Linked DNA regions of Hordeum vulgare: region 1 is linked to region 2. The links are chromatin contacts, called in public Hi-C maps. All regions are on one chromosome and are shown on one strand. The core of a region is the stretch at or near the end of the contact, and the rest is flanking DNA. Distances in the headings are between cores, read along the strand shown. Region 1 holds the start of LOC123408626. Region 2 has its middle 37 kb from the start of LOC123408626.

Region 1 (7,563 bases), core at 2,420-4,919, 39 kb after region 2:
ATCATGTAATCGAGTTAGTTTTGATGGAGATTGATCCCTAGTATCCACTATGTTCTGAGATTGATGTTGCTACTACTTTGGCATGCTTAATGCTTGTCACTAGGGCCCGAGTGCCATGATTTCAGATCTGAAATTATTATGTTGTCACCAATATATGTGTGTTTAGATCCGATCTTGCAAGTTGTAGTTACCTACTATGTGTTATGATCCGGCAACCCCGGAGTGACAATAACCGGAACCACTCCCGGTGATGACCATAGTTTGAGGAGTTCATGTGTTCACCAAGTGCTAGTGCGTTGGTCCGGTTCTTTATTAAAAGGAGAACCTTAATATCCCGTAGTTTCCTTTTGGACCCCGCTGCCACGGGAGGGATGGACAATAGATGTCATGCAAGTTCTTTTCCCTAAGCACGTATGACGACACACGGAATGCATGCCTACATCACATTGACGAACGAGAGCTAGCCACATATCTCTCCGTGTTATAACTGTTGCATGATGAATATCATCCAAACAAATCACTGACCCATTGCCTACGAGTTTGTCCTACTGCTGCTGTTACTTGTTTTGCTCTGCTGCTGCTACTACTGTTGCTACTGCTGTTACTTGTCTTGCTTTGCTGCTACTACTGTTGCTACTTGCTACTGCTGTCACTACCGTTGTTCCTTGCGACTGTCGTTACTCGCTACTTTGTTGTTACTACTTTGCTTGCAGATACTAATCTTTCAGGTGTGGTTGAATCTGACATATTCAGCTGCTAATACTTGAGAGTACTCTCTCACCTCCCGTCGTGCGAACCAACAAATTTGGGTCGAATACTCTACCCTCGAAAACTTCTACGATCCCACGCGCTGGTGGGCGTCAACAACATTCTCCTAGTTTCGATTGCCGGAGAGTGCTAACAGCATTCTTCTGGTGTCGTTGCAAAGGGGAAGAACAGTTGACATCAATACCTAACTCATAAGTATCTCTCATAAGGAATACTTAAAACTTCTCATTTATAGACAAAGTCAATGAGGTGGTGAGAAAGCGAGGCTTGTAGCATGAGGGTTCATGCAGAGACCCGACATCAAATTATGATGTAACATATCCTCTTGGTATGAGTGGAATTAAGTTTCGATAATAAATATCATTTGCAGTAATATTATCCATGCAGTTAATGGATGCAGTAACTACATACTCATATGAGTTACTCGTTTCAAAAATTTATAACGAAGTCCCTGAAGGACTTACAATTTCAAATCCAAAATAAATCCCAACATATTTTTGTAAAATTTTAGAAGTCACTCTATGGCTCAAAATAGTCGGAAATCATATGGTACTACCGACTAAATGATTTTCTTCTTCCGAAGGATTAATCAAAGAATGATGATTCTTTTCTGCGCACTTTGTCCTCACTCATGCGCACCCGGGATCAACTTTCCGGTCGGTCACCCATGCTAGAACTACTCCAAGTCGAGCACGCTTAACCTCGGAGTTCTGTTCGAATGGGCTCCCGGAAAAGAAGGAATTCCTTATTGATATGAGTAGTCTATCATCCCTAATAAGCGAGGCTATCACATACACCACCACTCAGAGGAACCAACGTCCTCGTCGGGCCACAGGAGTGTTCCCTCTTGGCACAAACGACTGTGCATCCAACCCAGTACATGTACCATGATGTGTGCCACGACGGGTCACAAACGTCATGAGCAACATGACTGCACACCTGTCCGCAAACATCCGTGTAACCGCGAGGGTCGGCTCTGATACCAACTTATAACGTTCCAGACACACCTGTCGACGGTCGAATGGGCTCCCGGAAAAGAAGGAATTCCTTATTGATATGAGTAGTCTATCATCCCTAATAAGCCAAGCTATCACATAAACATACACAAAATCATCTCAAGACAGAAAATTTGGATTCAACCAAATTTAGCTTAAGCTTACAACTTGAGCATTCTCTCAAGAATACATATTAGTCTACATATATTCAAAACATATACGAGAAGTTTAGTGTGGATATATCATAACAACGAAAGACATGTATGGTCATACTACCTTTGATAAGGTACACACCTAGGGTTGATAATGAAGTGACATAAAGACCTGAAGTTCTATATCTCACTAATGTCAAAGCACTCATATGGTTGCAAGCTATGTCAGGCCTGACACCATATTTGCTATGTTTGTTTAGAGTGCACCCCCAACAGAAGGTACATGCTTGATATATGGAATATCGTCTTATATCTTAAGCTCACAATAAATCTTGGACAATCCCTTTAGGAAATAAAAGACATGACTATTATATGATGTAATTATATTGGCTCTTTATTTGATCTCAGCAATGCCATATCAACGACTGAATTCACTAGAAAGTCTTCTCTGAGAGTCATCTAAATAGACTTTAACTACTATTTCCACTTATCATTTTGACATAATTGATTTATCTAAAAGCATTGCAAAATATGCATGGCTTGGCAGAATGATTAACCACACTCAAAATCATGTGGTTGAGATTCATGAGAATCACATAACTTGATTTATCAAGATACTTCCACTTGTGTTACTCAATACCTATAGAAATATGAAGACCAATATCATAAATCACATTGCTCAGAAATTACTTATCCTCACGGTTATAGAAAAGTGAGGAAATAATTTGCAAACAAAATACTGTGATAATCCAACATATTATACACAATCTCATGTCCATGTCAATGGAATTGCTATGAGACATCCTCCATATTTGCAAAGTTCAGGGGGAGTAATCTCCCGAACTATAACCTATTAACAATCATCAGATTGCATATATTGTACTCTTTTTTCCTTGATGAGTTTTTTTCCTAATGGTGTCTTATAAAAAGATTTTTAACGAGACAATATAAACACAAGTGTCTATATATGCCATATTATTTTCTCCTTATATTTTCGCACTGGGTTTTGAAGGAGTCTTGAATGGCATATGAGATCGCATTCTTTTCCCTTATGAGTTTTCTCTCAAAGTTTCTCATAATGATTTTTTTAATGAGGAAATATCTGCTCAAAGATCATATGTCATACTTTCTATTTTTCCTATCAGAGTTTTTAAAGGAAGTACTCAAGGTATATTTATTGTTCTCTAAACTCGAAAATAAGTTTTTTTCAATGAGTTATCACGAAACAATAATCATTATATGTTGTATCGTTTTTTTCTTGTTTTTTTCACAGGGTTTAAAAGAGTTTTAGCAACATATCTACACTATTCTCCTCATATTTCTCCCACAGGGTTTTTAGAGGAGACTTTAAAGATTATACAATGATTTCTCAAGATGGAATGATGAACATCCTCAAGGACGAAGTTATTTATAAAGAAGTTCTTATCAAGAAGATGACTATTTACAAGATGAAGAATTGATTAGAAGGAGTGTTAGGAATAATTAATATGTATTAATTATTTAATTATTAATCAATACTCCTACCATGTCGGTTGTTCTTTTGTCAACCCTTTTTGTAAACCGTCATGTACTCGGTATAAATATCCCCAATTTCCATCCATGAGATATCACTGTTCATTCCAACTATTCGCTCCTCTCTCTCTCGTTGACTTTGAACAGGGAGCACGAGCATCCTCCCCACGCTGCGCCGGCGACCGGCTAGCTGGCGAAACACGTGGACGCCACGCCCCCTCGCGCCTTATCGGCCGTCGATGCTGCTGAGGCGGTCCATGGCGCTGGCGCTGGCCCTCGCCGCGGCTGCCATGTGGGCCCCGCCTCGCCTCGGCCACGCGACGGGCGGCCACTCGAAGAGACGCCTCGTGGGGGTGGCGGTGGGGCCCGGCTGCCACTCCTCCAGTTCCACTTCCAGGTCCACCACGCCCGGTTCCATGGCGGACCGCACCGAGGCCACCGGAGCCCCAATGGCCGCCGCCGCCGGAGACCTCAGGTCGGAGTTCCGCGAGGTGCTGCTCAGCCGCCGCCGCGAACGCCAAGGTCAGCCGGCCCCCTCCCCCTCCCTCCCTCTCCCTCTCTCCCGCGCGCCCGCCCGTGGGTCTGCAGCCTACTAATAAGTTGATCAATGCCCCAGTGCCTCTGACCGTGGAGCAAGGGAGCCCGGTGAAGGAGCCGCTGTACCAAGGCAACGGGCCTCTGGGGCTGAGAGAGGTCAGTGCCCTCCGTCGATCTGAGCAAAACACATTCCAGCTTCCAGATCGACGCGACTGGGTCGACTCGACCGTGTCTGAATCCCTTTTTTTCCAGGCCATGGAGTCGTGCCCGAGGAAGGAGGTGGACAACTTCGAGGAGAAGCTCGTCGAAGAGAATTTCTACCTGATGACCGAGGTACCCTTTGTTTGGCCCATACCTCAGTTCTACGATCAATCGATCGATCGATTCGTCGCAGGTGCCAAGTGGAGTGGGTACAGACAGTGCAGCACATTGCTTGTTTCTGAATATTGCGCCTGCACACCGCCTGCCCACGTATCTGCAAGTTTAACTTGAGATCAATGAAAGCCAGCTGCATTTGAGCTACCCCAAAGATACTTGAGATCAATGCCAGTGCTCGTCGTAGACAGGCTGACATTGCAATGCATGTGCTTCGCTTAGTACATTGCCGCCATGTTTCCACTCGGACCCTCTGTCTGAATCACCCACTTTTGGAGAGCCTGATAGTTGGTGTATTAAATGTGGTTCTGAGATCCAGCTCCAGTCAAGTCTACAGTGAACGGGCACTGGCTTGGCTTTATTGTGCCTCTTGTTCCCTGAACAGAAGAATTTCTCATCACTTTTCTCCCCCCAACAGTCAGGTGAACAGGGACGCCTGCCTGTACTTCTACTGAAACTCAATGACACTGCTCCTGAAAGGAAGCCAGTCGTTGTAATACTGCACAGCTCGTACAAATGCAAGGAATGGTTGCGTCCACTGCTTGAGGTGAAATTCCTTCTCTTTCAACCATACCAGCATGCCCGTATGCAGTATACATCAATGTTTAGCACCAGTTAGTGTTCTTAACTTGCTTGCACATTTGCAGGCATATGCCTCCAGGGGTTATATTGCTGTCGCCATCGATTCTCGTTATCATGGTGAAAGGGCCAGCAGCAAGACTACTTACATAGACGTAATCTACTTACTTTGTGCGCTACTGATTTCATGAAGTTTTCTATCCATAGATTTCAGTTGAACTGACCATCCCTACTTTCGTGGTTCAAACACAGGCACTGAAATCATCTTGGAAGAATGGGGACACTATGCCTTTTATTTTTGACACGGTACTGTATGGTATTTCCACCTGTTACAGTTAATCTTTTGATTGTTCTTAAGTTCTCTTAACAGTGTTGTTCAATTTTCCCATCAAAACATTTTTTGTAATAAATGGATGGTTCTGTACCAATAAATGTCAAACCGGATATGTATGGCACATGCCTTTAGTTGGGCTGGCCCAGTGCCATGCTTGGTGGTCTACTCTTTAACTAACCTGATGGGTAAGCCACTGTTGTTGGTGTTAGTCCAGCTGTACTGATGCCATAACTAGACTAGTTGGGTCAGCACTTCAGTTGAATTCTGGATTTATTCTCTTGGTCTGGTTCTCTCCCTATGATTGTCTTCTACTGTATGACCTAGTACATCATACATCAAAACATGTTAGGCCTGCTTTCTGTGATACTCAGTGAGGAACATGTGCAGGTGTGGGACTTGATAAAGCTTGGGGATCATCTTAGTACAAGGGAGGATGTCGATCCCTCTAGGATAGGGATTACTGGTGAATCACTTGGAGGTATTATAGATCATGATCGCATCATGACACTGAATTAATACATAGACTTCACTTCTAGAAAATTTATCTTTTTTATTTGGAGCTGAATACAGGAATGCATGCATGGTTTGCTGCTTTTGTGGATACACGGTACAGTGTTGTTGTTCCAATAATTGGTGTTCAGGTACACACAGCAGTAATTTGTTGATGTGGGTGCGCATAGTTTTGTGATTTGTCCCTTGTAAAGCAATGCTCTTTGTGGTGGCTACAGGGATTTCAATGGGCAATAGATAATGACATGTGGCAAGCTAGAGTTGATAGCATTAAGCCTTTATTTGAAGGTGAGATACCATGCATCCTCTTTAAGATTGGGCGCAAGCCATTGAAAATATAGATCACAACTGAAATGTATTGTATCAGTTCAGAACATTTACATGTAAGTATCCATGTCGTTTTCTCTGCCCTGTAGAAGCAAGAATTGATTCAGGGAAGAGTGAAATAGATGCAGAGGCTGTGAGAAAGGTGACTATCTGATTTATTTGACATTTATTTCTGATCATTCCATTAGAATTGTTTCACGATCGTGTATTGACATATTTTTACCAGGTTTGGGACCAGATAGCACCTGGTATGGCTTCACAGTTTGATGCTCCCTACTCAGTTCCTCTGATTGCACCACGTCCGCTCCTCCTCCTAAATGGTAAAACCAATCATATTTCTTATTGAGTGCTTCTGCTTCGACCAATAGTTTATCGGCTTGTTGCATAACCCAAAATATTGAAAAGTCTCTCACTTCTCTTTTATGAGTTCAGTGAGCACTTGTCAGGGCTGGGGCTTCCAGTCTTCAGTATATATGTTAGTTGTATACTTTTATGGTTGAGCCAGAATTGTTGTTAACCCTTCGTTCAAAAATTAATGTTAATTGAGCATGTTCCTTGCTGCTGGAATTTCATTTACAAATTACCATGCAGGTGCTGACGACCCTCGTTGCCCAGTCCTTGGTCTACAAGAACCTGCCTCCAAAGCTGCTGAGGCTTATAAAGAAGCTGGTTCTGCCGATAAGTTCAAGGTAACATGCAATCTACTATCTTTTTACCGCTCTTTGGAGGCCACATATGAACTCTCACTAGTTAAAACCTATGAAGACGAGATTTTCTTTAAAAATTGTAACGGGCTTGGTTTAATACTTCTCAAACTTGTATTCACCTTTGTCGAGTTATATGGCTAAACCTGCTGGAAAATAATAATAATTAGGAATACTAAGAATCATGCATTATACATACATCAATATGTTTGTATGTTTGTAAAGTTGTCATTTAGGCTTACAGCTAGCTAACAATGGGTTTGGTACAAGTTTAAATACAAACTTTCTCCAGGAAATTTAGATCTGATATATTCTTAGACCTAGCTAACAATGTAATTAAAATGCTATGGGTTACAGAAATGGGTGCCATCTGGATAAAAAAGGCATTCAAATAAAATTTGAAAATTGTCTCTCTTTTGACATGCAGTATGTTTACTTTTCACCAAGAGGTGTGCTTCTATGTTTGCCCAGACTTTTTCTGCACGAATCCCAAGTCAACTGACAGTTGTTAACTCAAATGGCATAGTACTAGTAATCCTAATTTGATAGGGTCGTCTTAACTACAAATGCAAGTGCCGAAAGCAAAGCTCTCTCGAAAACAAGTCCACGGTTCCCTCACCTTCCAATCTGTTCCCCACGACCTCCTCTTTGAGTGCCACCCTGGGAGCTCCACGCCCAAGGCCGCTGCCTGGACTCATCGCAATCCCGCTGCCTGGTCTCCTACCGCAACTCGCCGCGCCTCCAGCGCTACGCATCCAACATTGCCGCCC
Region 2 (7,874 bases), core at 966-3,465:
GGGTTTTCATATATCCCGGGCCATGTACAAAACTCCCATATGCTATGAGCTCCTCCCAAACATAGTAGACTTTGCTTTTTGGATGATACAACCTCCAGCAGAGGCTCTCATCCCAACAAGGAAATTTTTGACAAAAAATAATTTGAACGAGAGTTGCTGGTAAAGGATGGTGCAGATGATGAATAGATGAGTAAGCCGGTTTGCACAGCTCGGAACACAAAAGGACCATCGGGTGTACTATATGTTTGAAACACCACTGTCGATAGCACATATTTGATTTAATTGTCTGAATCCGAGTGCCATGTATATAATGTACAATGTACACCCTCCGTTCTTTAATATAAGACATTTTTGTAGTTTAATTAAACTGTAAAAATATCTTATATTTAGAAACAGAGATGGTATGAACTGATCTCTTGAAGTACCATAAGATGGGTGGCCAAAGCTATATATATGAGTCGCATGAACTGATCTCATGCCTTTCTATGCTCCAATGATTTTATGATCGGTGTGTAAATATTTCAATGTGCACGGTTTGAAAACTTGGTTCGCTCTTGCCCTTTGCGCCATCGGCGCAACGGGTCATCTAGTATATGAATACCATAAGGAAGCCATCACTGGGTGACTACACATTCTTCACGTAAGCCTTGGCAATAATTGATGCTTTCAAGTTTTGGCTAATTGATGCTTGGGAATATATGAATACCATAAGGAAGCCATCACTGGGTGACTACACATTCTTCACGTAAGCCTTGGCAATAATTGATGCTTTCAAGTTTTGGCTAATTGATGCTTTCAACTTTTGCCCCATGCATGTCTATTTTTTTACCATTACAATCATGTTTTAATTAATATCTTTGTTGTGTCATGGCAATGCACGGGCACTTAACTAGTACTCCCTCGGTCCTAAAATAACTGTCTCAAGCTTAGTACATCTTTATACAAGAGCTAGTACAAAGGCTTGAGACAGTTATTTTGAAACGGAGGGAGTACACCATATAAAATTATTGATTTCTAAGAAATCGAACTCATGTTGCAACCCTGTTCAAGGTCACCATTGATTTATTACCTAGCTTTATTGCACCAATCAGCATACGTAAATTATGTGGCATCTACGGTTTGGAAATTACATGGAGTGGAATGCTTATTAAGGGGCAGTTTGATGGCCCAGTTAGAGCATCTCTAGCAGACCTCATATACTGCTCTGGTCCGTAAAATAATTGTTTAACCGTTAAAACACTAGTCGACGTGAAAAATGCAGCCCGATCAGATCCGGTAAACGTGTCCGACCCGTAAAAGTTTTTACGGGGCACGGCAAAATGCCCATCCCAACCCGTGAAAACGCAGGTTCTCTCCCTCGCCCCGTCGGTGCCCTGTATACATCGGAAGCGGTTGGTGGGTGGGACATTTCAGCCGCACTATTCCCCCACCCACCGCCGCTGGGCACCCGTCTACGATTCCGGTCATACCAGTCACCGGGATCACGTCGGCAGGCCGCCCCACGCCCGAGGTTGACATCCACCTGTCCCTCTTGCCTCGGCTGGCCGAAAAGTTGCAGGTTGGCGGCTATTTGTCTCGGCCCCCGGATTTGGCATTTTCCGCCACCGGCGACTGCGCCAAGCCATAGATTGGTTGGGGAGCACCCCGCACAGGCCTAGCAAAGCGTCAGCGCCGCATTTCCAGCCACCGGCAGCTGTGCCAAGCCATGGATTGGTTGGGGAGAACTTGTATTATTTTTATTCCTCGTAACCAGAATAAATCGGAAGATAAACTCGCTTGTTTTGCTAGAGTAGAGGGTCTGAACTTTGACCTAGGTCGCCTCTGATGTTGTTTTGGAAAATGTCCAAGAGGATTGTAAGAACTTGATTATTGAGTAATACAAGTATTATTCTTGAAAAAAAGGATTCGAGAGAGACGGAGGGATTTGACTTCAGCAGAGCGGGACGAGAGCATCCTCCCCACGATGTGCGCCGCTCCCCGTGCACGATGTTGTGCGCCGGCAACCGGACAGCTCGCGAAACACGTCGACGCCACGCCCCTCGCGCGAAGAGGGTCGTCGATGTTGCTAAGGCGGGCCATGGCACTGGCGCTGACCCTCGTCGCGGCTACCATGTGGGCCTCGCCGCGCCTCGGCCACGCGTGAGACCCCGTCGCCGGCCGCGTGCGGCACGTGACGAGCGGCCACTCGAAGAAAAGCTTCCTCGGGATGGTGGGCCCCAGCTGCCACACCTCCAGTTCCACTTCCAGGTCCACCACGTGCGGTTCCACGGGGACCGCACAGAGGCCACCGGAGTCCCAAATCCCAATGGCCGCCGCCGCTGCCGGAGACCTCAGGTCGGAGTACCGCGAGGTGCTGCTAAGCCGTCGCCCCGAACGCCAAGGTCACTCGGCCCCATCCCCCTCCCTTTCTCTCTCTCACCCGCACCAGCCTGTGTGAGTTTGCAGGCTGATAAAATAAGGACGTCCGTCTATCGTTTTGCTTATCGTCTAAAAATAGCTATGGACCTGTAAGTTACGCTGGTAGATTTGATACACGTATTTAATATGATGAGAAATGATGAACCAAATGCTTCATACTCCATCCGTTTCAAATTACTTTTTGCAGAAATGAATGTATCTAGATGTATTTTAGTTCTAGAATCATTCATTTTTATCCACTTTCGAGAAAAGTAGTAATTTCGAATGAAGAGTGTACATGCTAAGCGGGTCTTTACATTTGCAGCCCTTGCATAATCCTATCATTTTGAAGACTGTCGGTCGCTTTGTGAAAACGTATTCATCTAGTGATGTGCTAAGTTAGCCTTTGTGAATTTAAGAAGATGCTTTTAGGGGGCAACTGTTAAAGGTCACACCAAATCAATTGTTGAATGTTTATTTTTCTTCTTGAAATTTTGTACTCCATCTCTCTACAACTTTTTTTATCTACTCTCAGGATAAATAGATCTAGGCACATAGGGTGAAAGGACCTAGTTTTTTTTAGTCGACTCTCACAATGTGGGTTTACAATTTTGGAATAAATATATGAAAGGTATGATTCTCCAGACTTTTTGTTTCTTTGGGGTGTGTTGTGCTGTGCCCCTATCTGAACTTATGATCGTTTTGACTCAATTTATTTTATATGATGCTTGGAAGTTTGTGGTGTTTGCTTTATATTCCCTACGTCCAAAAATACTTGTTCGAGGTATGGATTATATAGATGTATTTTGATTTTAAATACATCCATTTTTATTTATTTTTACGATAAGTAATTCTGAACGGAGGAAGTAATATGAAGCGGGGGAAACCCTTTTTCATCATTCTCGAGACTCTATGAGAATTGGCGAAAAGAATTGTGCCAATAAGCGGCATCAAACCAATCAAGAAAAGAACAAAAGATAAAAAACATTCCCTCCATCCAAAATTACTTGTCATAAAAATGATAAAAATAAATATATTTAAAGCTAAAATATATCCAGATGCATCCATTCTTCCTACGAGTATTTTGGGAAGGAGAGAGGACTCACTGCATTCATGTGAGACATCTCCCATTTGAATGGTAGTAATCCAAATAGAAATAAAACTTTTAAAGCAGCCTATAAATGTAGTCACTTTCACAATATGTATTCCGTGGAACATTTAACTATAGTATACGTAGAATAATACCCTGGCAAAAATGTCCGTCGAATAGCATGCCCTGGAATTCTATCGCCCGCGGATTCGAGAGCGACGGAGGGATTCGATTTCGGGCGGCAGAGCGGGACGGGAGTGTTAGGAATAATTAATATGTATTAATTATTTAATTAATCAATACTACTCCCTCCGTTTTTAAATATAAGTTTTTTTAAAGGTTTTACTAAGGAACTACATACAGATGTATATAGACACAATTTATAGTATAGATTCACTCATTTTGTTTTGTATGTAGTCTTTTTGTGGAATCTCTAAAAAAACTTATATTTAGGAACGGAGGGAGTATGTCGGTTCTTCTTTTGACAACCGTCTCTTTTGTAAACCGTCATCTACTAGGTATAAATATCCCCAATTTCCATCAATGATAGATCACTGTTCATTTCAATGATTCGCTCCTCTCTCTGTTTGACTTTTCACATGTTATCAAACACTTTCGCTGTACACATCAGAGCAATAGGCCAGAGAAAAGAAGAAGAACATTGCAGAGGATGAAGCAACGATCCAAGGATTAAAGGCCTTCATCAGGAAAATTAATACTAGTGTTTTCCTTGTTTAATCTTTGTCTATTATCATGTTTTCTGGTGGTTAATCTGTAATCTAACAAGGATTATTTATCATGTACGCATATACACTCAGGCGAATCACACAAATAGTTCATCAGTCTTGTACAACAAACAAGAACTAGAGAACAGATAATGAGAACAGGCCTTCTAAGTTTGCCATCAACAGCAAAGCGAAAAAAAAAAGTAATCGGCTGAAGAAACAAATTCGGCCATGACAAGAGAAGCAGAAAGAAGAGGATCGAAGAGTTTGATTAGCACATGGGAAGACACTCAAGCAGATTCAAAGTCTTAATCAATTGCTACGCAAGACATTAGGTGCTACTAGTATTACCTTCTTTTTTTTTCATTGCTTCGTGCACACAATTGATTCTACCGGGATTGGTTGGCTTGGAGCATGGCTGCTTCGCCCTCACTGTACACGGGAGAATCACCAACCTTGGCCGTCCAGCTGGCCTCCATCCTCTAGTGATGGGGTGAGGCACCAGGAGCCAACGGCCTCCGCTTGCATTACCACGGCGCGGCTACGCTGACAGTCCTCGACCAGGCTCCTCACGGAGCGGTGGCATCAGCAAACAGCCGGTACCCGGCATGGCGACGCCATCTGTCGCATGAAGGGGAGAAGCCCTCCAGCACGGCTCCTCCCTCTGCCATAGCCGGACCCGCCATGGCCTTCGTCTCCTCAGCGACAGTGGATTTGGGGAACAAATCCCGAATCTCACGGGAGAGACGAAGAGGATAACCTTATCCCTTCGTTAGTTTTTTGTTCAGACCCCAAGATTTCTCTTATTCATATATTAAATTTTACACATCGTGTATAATGCAGTAAGCTATCATGCTTACCGAAAATTGGAGATTAAGCCGTAAATTTGGATGTGAGACCGTCCCATACATGTTTTGGAATATGTTTACATGTACATCGTACATGATTTTGTAGCAATCGTTATAACATTTAATTTTAGTGCAACAATCTTCTCTAATAATAAAGCGCGCAGCGCTTCTGCCGTACGTTGCCGGCTCTTTTGCAAAAACACCCCTCATTTTTCCGGTATTCAACCCGCAGTCCGAATTTAAGTCAGAAAACGAATCGTTTTTACATTTTGTAAAAAAAACTGATGTTTCAGTTAATCAACCCGTCCTCGGTATTTTAACAAAAGAAACCTAACTTTTCAGTTAATCAATCCACATTTTATCTAAAACAAAATTATCCATATCTTTTAAACCGTAACTCCGATTTTAACATGTTATATATGAAATTTGATTAAAAAAATGTGTAGAATCTAAATAGGATGTTATTTTTAGCTGTTGAATACTTCTTAAATATTATTTTTGGTGCAAACTTAATCTGTAGTGCACGGTCTTTTTTTTTCTCTTTTTCCGGCGACGATACGAATTGCAATAAACATCTATTGAATAAAAAACCAAATTGAGAGGAAAGAAAACATCGTTAACAACACATGCACACCTTTGGAAAACCTCGTGGGGAGAAACAACATATTTCTCATCTTATTCCAAGTGACTGTATATTCAAACGCGTTTTCATTGTGTGAGCACTAAAGCCATTGTCGGCAACACAAATGTGATGTCATGTGAAAATATATTGCGTTCAGAGCATGTGTTATTTTTTCTTCCGTTGCAACGCATGGGCTCTTTTGCTAGTATCACATTATACAATAGAAACTAAACTCTATTTGTGAATCACAAGGTATTAGTGTCATCTAATGCATAACTTGCAGATTATCCATCACTACTATGAGGTTTACATTTTATCATTTTGATAAGATGACTACCTTTACAGTGCTCTTTCAAATATTAATATTAGATGTGACTATCTCAAGATATGATAAGGTAATATCATCATCTACAGCAAAATTTTGCAGACTATCCACTATTGCTGTAAGGTCTACATCATGTCATTCTCATAGATGACTACCGTCAAAGTGATTTTCTTAAATATATCATAACATAAGGTAATAGAATTATAAACATCTACTGACAAAAGTCAGACTATGTTTTCCATTACTGCGAGATCTACATCATATTGGTGATTATCTTCAAAGTGTTATCCTAAATAAACTCAGGTCTACACATATGGATAAAAGGCATCAGCCATACTAGAATTTGCTCCTCCGAAGCATTTATTATTGTTATTCACTAAAATATTTTACTCTCATAGTAAATATTATTCTTACACACCTTGCTTGAATATGCCATAGGAAACTACGTAAAATTTGCATATATGTGTGATTACCTTCTATTACATTGGTAAAATACATGGCAATGGAAACTATGTCACTATTTCTAATTATAGTGTCGTCCATCCATCAAGATGGATCCCATAATTTATGGCAACGATTGAGTGTGTCATTACTTTCGCACGATCCACATCACATTGTGGTTATACTTTCATGCTAACTAAGCAATGTTAAACATACAAGTCTGTACAATTTGGTAGTGATTCTAAAGTCATACACTTCCTCAAGAATGAAGTCCAACACATTAGCAATAAATTCATCACATGTGTTGTGTTGAAGGATACACCGAGGTTCGCCAAGGATCACCTTGGCCATGATTGTTCTCAAACAATTCATTTATTCATATATGCCACTTACACCTAGAAGTAAATTAAATAAATGCATTAGCATTTTCAAGTAACACATGACTGACATTTCCAAATACACTAAATGCATAATTTGGTGGGAGTATTTATTTTAAGATGATTCATGACATCAGTCATTATATCCACACGTGGCATTGTTGCCACTATAACTCCACCTTCAGGAAAATGCGACATGGCTATTATCTTAATAGCTAATGTGTGCATATGCATTTTATAAATCACCAACCTCACTTAGTTATCAAACTAAGTACATAATGGACGAATATTTATTCACCTTGAATATTTCCCGTAAGAGAAACATGCTGCCATGAGCACATTTGGAATGATCATCCAATAATTTTTCAAGGCCTCAAGTCTATTGCAACTTACAATCTTGGTTGTTATAAAATCAACTTTAAGTTGAGATTTCGTGATCAGATATTTTTCATATTTGAATCCAGTTTAAAAGCCCATACTTTACATCCTCTTATGATGGTACTACCATTTTCCATGGTGAAGGAACATGGAATTTCTTAAAGTGATCAGACTCACCCCACATGGGCTATAACATCATTTGAAAATCTTGTTGGTACTGAATACCAAGTCAGGCAACGAAATATAGCCATGAAGTCTTCAAAGTAAAATGGAGGCTTAAAGACAACCAAAGACAGAATTACCTCTTAATAGGGAATATATCGTTTTTCAAATGATCACAAAGACAACTCTCAAGTTTGTCAAATGTGTGGTTACATAAATATCGTACATGTGATTGCCAAACCCTCAAACATATGGTCAAGCCACACCACAAATTTGTTAAAAGGCAAATAACTTCATTGGGATATTCGAAAATTGGCAAACATACAACCAGAAAATATTCTGGTAAATGATGTTGTGAGATCTTCATCAGAAGGAGAACCAAAAATATAATGCAATAAAAGAATGATCAATTCTTTTGCACTTATGATATGTTTGTGTAATTAATTTTTCAATAATATGGGAGACCTCATGTAGTATTCTGATTATTCTCAAAATATCGTTAGCCTATA

What was found. Hi-C and Micro-C count contacts between places; a contact is called where the count stands out from the background.
Region 1: a Hi-C map of seedling shows a contact between it and region 2, with 2.1 times the contacts expected there. The contact joins the promoter of LOC123408626 here to the enhancer-like site in region 2. A contact is called at or near these places in 2 of 6 Hi-C or Micro-C datasets (leaf and seedling).

The regions. Positions count from the first base shown.
Region 1 is chr7H:45,887,916-45,895,478 of MorexV3_pseudomolecules_assembly, forward strand. It overlaps LOC123408626, which reads left to right and starts at 3,670. Exons shown (of 13, transcript XM_045101686.1): 1 at 3,670-3,949; 2 at 4,044-4,120; 3 at 4,217-4,297; 4 at 4,758-4,886; 5 at 4,987-5,073; 6 at 5,171-5,224; 7 at 5,640-5,730; 8 at 5,823-5,893; 9 at 5,981-6,050; 10 at 6,179-6,231; 11 at 6,316-6,337; 12 at 6,681-6,778. The coding sequence starts at 3,685.
Region 2 is chr7H:45,850,211-45,858,084 of MorexV3_pseudomolecules_assembly, forward strand. No RefSeq gene overlaps it. Among protein-coding and RNA genes, the nearest start is that of LOC123408626, 37 kb to the right of the region's middle. Within about 2 kb of position 2,216, at least 3 of the 3 cell types and tissues checked have open chromatin away from gene starts, as enhancers often do. A contact at or near this core is called in leaf and seedling, where this site is marked.